Linked DNA regions of Zea mays: region 2 is linked to region 1. A link is a contact called in public Hi-C data. All regions are on one chromosome and are shown on one strand. The core of a region is the stretch at or near the end of the contact, and the rest is flanking DNA. Distances in the headings are between cores, read along the strand shown.

What was found. A called contact is a pair of places that touch in the nucleus more often than the background predicts.
Region 2: a Hi-C map of bundle sheath shows a contact between it and region 1, with 2.3 times the contacts expected there. The contact joins the promoter of LOC542365 here to the promoter of LOC100273647 in region 1. A contact is called at or near these places in 5 of 25 Hi-C or Micro-C datasets (bundle sheath, ear and leaf).

What each region holds. Positions count from the first base shown.
Region 1 is chr9:12,565,344-12,567,857 of Zm-B73-REFERENCE-NAM-5.0, reverse strand. It overlaps LOC100273647, which reads left to right and starts at 1,258. Exons shown (of 3, transcript NM_001360285.1): 1 at 1,258-1,368. It overlaps LOC100216688, which reads right to left and starts at 1,050. Exons shown (of 7, transcript NM_001358089.1): 1 at 792-1,050; 2 at 460-548; 3 at 55-119. The coding sequence starts at 858.
Region 2 is chr9:12,836,753-12,839,266 of Zm-B73-REFERENCE-NAM-5.0, reverse strand. It overlaps LOC542365 (sucrose synthase), which reads right to left and starts at 1,259. Exons shown (of 16, transcript NM_001347883.1): 1 at 1,013-1,259; 2 at 73-186. The coding sequence starts at 167.

The DNA of each region.
Region 1 (2,514 bases), core at 9-2,508:
TTCAAATTTTGTGATATATAAGACTATAAGAAAACAAGAGACAAATGCACTTACTTATCTTTTGCCTGACTACTTTCATCCTGATCACCACTTGTTGCAGTTGACAAAAGGGCATTCCGCTAAAAAGTATAACCAAAAATTAACACAAATAAACTTGAGAGATAAATCATCACTCCTGCGGTACAAAGGCTTTGCTTACAGTTCTCCAAAATTTTAAAAACTAACATGTTGAGGTAAAAGAATGCCGATCTTCTTTTGCAACAGCTATTTCAGGTTGTGAATGTATAGGTAGATTTATTGAATAGAAACCAAATGATGAAAATAATAGATATAGTCCAAATCAAAGTCGTTTTATGAAGCAAATCAATAGCTAGTAACATATTTAATATTAGCGGGAAAGAAGTGCAATTGGGGTCATGTTCAACTAAATAAATTCTACTACCAATCTTTATTTCTTACCATCGATAATACAGCAGGAGTCACCACTGGGATCGAATGCCGGTTAACATGATCTTGAAAGAAAATGCGTTGACTGTTTAGCAAGTTTCCTGCCAGATAAAAGTAGCAACGATCACCAACAGATAAGGAGACACTAAGCCTGCAGTGTTACAACATTAGCAACACATAAACTCAGGAGAATCCCAAAGCCAAAACGCAAGAAACATTAGTATCAACTGCAAGATAAACACAAGTTAGCAAAATTTCACCACAGCTGATGAGCAATAAGCCAATAACGAGTAGGCCACCAATCATAGAGGGAAATGAACTAAGAGGAAAGTAAAGATACCAACCAGCTCTTGTCTCGGCTCTAGACTCGCGCAGGAGCCGCGCCCCGAGCCGGGAAATCCTGGGGAACATCGCGTCAGCTGATCCTGCTCCCTACGAACCCTAGAACAGCTCACAAGACAACGAATCAGCGCAACAGCGTGCTAGGCGAGCAATCAGCAGGGCTCAGCTAGTCGGTGTCACAAAATGAGGTGTACTCAAGGGGAAGCTGGGAGACAGAACCGATCGCAAGCGGCGGGAATCAGCCGCGTGACCTCCTCTCCGCGACGAAGGGAATGACGAGGAAGGCGACGAGTTGGGGTGAGGCTGTGAGACGCCGTGCCGTAGATGGACTTTGGACACACAAGCCGCCGCCACCGCAGGAAATGGACCGCATGGCCCATTGAAGGAAATATGTGTATAACCCGAACAAAGCCCAGCCCATCAACGCCCAGGCTATAAGACCATCGGAGAAACCCGCCCTAATCTTCCCGTCCGCCGCCAGAGCGGGGAACACCTGCACCGCCTTCACCAGCACTTGCCGGAGAGGACGTGACCTCTCCCGCCGACAAATCGGTCCTCTTCGTCCGGGCGTTTATCAAGGTGAGCAGCGCTTTGTGCCCATATACTTTTCATCCTTTCTTCTTGCGCGTGTGCTTATCCATGGGTTTATCGGTCTGAGCTGTTGATAATTTTGTGTTGTGGGATCTGGTGTGCTGTTTTCTGTAATCCGTAGTGACCAGTTAGATATAGTTTTCATGGTTTCGTGCGAGCCTTGAGTTGTTTGATCGATGTACGACCCATTAGCTGTCCTCGCCGTATTCGGTTTATAGCACCCTTGTCGATGCTCGCTGGCATCACGCTAGGGAGGAAAACTACCGGACCCTCTTGCCAACCACACCTGAGACTTGATGCCCTCTCCTCCAAGCAGCAATATTGTGACTGACAAGTGTTTCTTAGTGACAACATCATCTCTTAGTCCTTCAAGCGTTGGTCTCCTGCTCTAATGCTAATGTTGAGTACCGGGCTATCGCTAATGAGGTGCTGAGGCGAGTTGGCTACGCTAGCTCCTCTAGGAGCTTCACTGTACCCTCTCCATGAGTACACTTGTCTACTGCGACAACGCCGGCATTGTCTGCCTCTCCATCAACCATGTCCAACACGAGCGCACGAAGCATGTTGAGATCGATCTTCACTCTATTCGTGAGTGTGTGGCTCTTGTGGTCTCGTGGACATTCGTGTTCATCATGTCATGACAAGCTTGCAGTTTGTCGACATCTTCATTAAAGGTCTTCTCTTGTTGTTCTCGGACTTTTGTCCAGTATAAACATCTATCGTGGCTAGAGGTTTTACTACGGGGGTGTTAAACTACTTGTATGTGTGTGTTATGAACCTAGAGCTCAGGCCATTAGGGGTAGAATATATGTAGTACATGTAATACTGCAGCCTATCTATCTATAAGGGTTTCTTTCTCTAACACTATCATGTAATTCTTGTTTGATCTCTCCCACTTAATGCATTTAAGATCATATGCAATTGTCAAGGTGCATTATTAGTGGCGTCCAACTTGGTCCCATGACCGAAACCGATGAGATCAACCCAACAGTATCTTGCCTTCCTTAACTTAGCTTTAAGCGAAAATTCATTCTTGCCTGCAGGTGATGCAATATGATTTGTGTTTGCCTTTGATTTTGCTGATTCCAGTTTCATTTGCTTTTACTTTTCTGATAGTATCATTACCTGGCATCA
Region 2 (2,514 bases), core at 10-2,509, 270 kb before region 1:
ATGAAGAGAATAACAAATTAACAACTTTCAGTACCGAATGAAATGCAAGTTATATGATTTTGGTAAGCCCACCTGGAAAAGAGTGCTATCAGTTCATTGGGATGGGAGGAGAAGGTGGCACCAAGGCGTTCGCGAAGACTGTGGAGGCGAGTCAGCTTGGCAGCCATGGCTCGATGGTTCAGAATACTGCAATTCGAGCTATACGGTCAAGATTCAGCAGCACCAGTTGTACAAGAACAAGAAATCAAGAGCTACCACTTAGAAAGTCTGTCTGACAAAAAAATAGATCATGCCAAAGCAACCTAAATTTGAAAAACAGATTTGTAGTATGCAGCTATACTATATATGATTCATCTCAACAGGAACACATGGAATCTTATAGCAAAACAGTTGCCACCCCCAAACAAAAGCAAGTATTGATCCTCCACCAAACAAAAGCCAGTACTGATTCCGCACAAGCACTTAGTTCTGTGATAATATTTTTAAAGAAAGAAATCAACTTGATTGGATTGATTTTCTGTCTCAAGAGTACTGATTCCATTCAGACCCTAGAGGCAGAAAATAATAGGATTTGGCTTCCCAATAAAGCACAGCGCACTGCAAGAATGGACATCACAAATTCAAATTCCTAGACTCAAGAGTTTTTCGTAGTAAAAGAAGATAGCAAAATCCAAGAAGATGCTTTTCGTAGTAAAAGAACAAAAAAAAAAGAGTTTTTTTTTCGCGCTAATAATCCACCAAAACGAGTAAACGACAAATTCATTCCTCGGATTGCAAAAAAAGTGAGCACGGCACGCAATAACAGCAAGATCTCAAGCAACCCACGGAGCTTAGAACAACTTTATCCATGTGCAAATCCAAGCTTACTACCACCACGTAACCAAAACCCCAGGAAAGGACAGGGGAGAGTTCTGTGCGCAGCACAGGCACGGTTTAGATCAGAGGAATCTATAAACCCAACTAGCCAAGAACATGTCAGCAGAGCCCAGACAAGATTCAGGCGATGACGCACCCGGCGAGTCACGGGAACACACCGAAACCGCAAAAAATGGCGGGGGGCAAGGACGCGGCTAAGGCGAGCGCTTGAGCTCGTCAGGGGACATGATCTTTTCTACCGGGACCAGCAGATTAGCTCAAAATCCCAGCAAAAACCCACCCAGAGGACAGAGGTTTAGCACGGAGATGAACAGGAGAGCAAGGCAGCAAGCATACCCCAATGGTCAACAGGGAGCAAGCAGTCCAATGGAGGAGGGAGGGAGGGTTTCTCTGGGACGGGAGAGGGACCAATAAATAGACGGGCAGCTGCTCCTAGGCTCCTAGCGCTGCGAGCGTGAGGTGCCGAGCTGGTGCAGATGGTAGGGGTCCACGTTCAAGCTGACGGAGCTTGGGAATTCGGCAATGGATAATGCCAAATTACTGTATTACTCAAAACCAGGATTTCCAAATCCTGATGGCGCACTCAATGATGCGGCAAAAAAATCCAATTAGCATATGCTGGCCTGCCAGACCAATGGCTGGCTGGTTTCGGAAAGGTTCAGACCTTTTTTTTTCTAATGGAGTCTAGAACAGTGCGGGTCGGGGTGACCTGTGTGCAGGTGCAGTGGACGCAAGGACGGACTGGCTGGCAGAGAAAGGAGAGCACGAAATGAAAGGAACCCCACAAGGAAGAAAAGAAAAAGGCTCTCTTTCTGTAATTCTTTTGAGCTCTAATCTTCTTGCAGCTGATTTGGTGAGAGCAGCCAAAAGCTGGTGATCCGACACCCGAGGTGCGATCAGCATTGCAGTCATCATCATTCAGACGCAAACGCAAATGAGCTTGTCCGGATTAAAAAGTAGCGAGATATTTCCCTCCCCCCACCCCACCCCACCCTATTTCCTCCCCGCCATTGGATTAGGGGGATTAGGTTTCCCCTCCTTCTAGAAACATAGCATGTATACTGTTTATAAAAGTAAAAGGGAAACATGGGTCTCTCAGAAAAAGCCCGTGCGCAGAACACAGCGGGGAGGAGGAAACACCAAGAACGTGCGGGCGGCAAGTGGCGAGTTCTCTACGAAAACCAAGCACAACCAAACCTCCGGAGCTGCGTCCAGTCAGCACAGCGCAAGCGACAGGCGGCAACAAGAAAGTTGTCCAGCGCAGACATGAGACATCGTTTGAAGAACAGAAAGGCAGAGGCAGGCCCCCAAACGGTGAGCGATGATGAGGCGCGCCAAACGGCACTCGCATCGGGCGTGCCGCGAGGTGTGGACTGGGGCTGGCTTGGCTCCAAACAAGAACAGAGCTGCCTATGCGGCGCTGACATGGAAAAACAAAAAAAAATGAAGAGATCCCAAACGCTTTGCGGGGAGCCGGGGGGCGATAGTACATGGTTATGCGTGTATCGTTGCAGCTCGATCCCGTCGCGTTTGACAGCTACTTCTCTGCAGCTTTTCGGCGGGAATGTATCGTCACCACCTCCGGTTTCCTTTTCGGTTCAATGTGCTGAAACACCCACGTCAGGGAAGGGAAGGGAA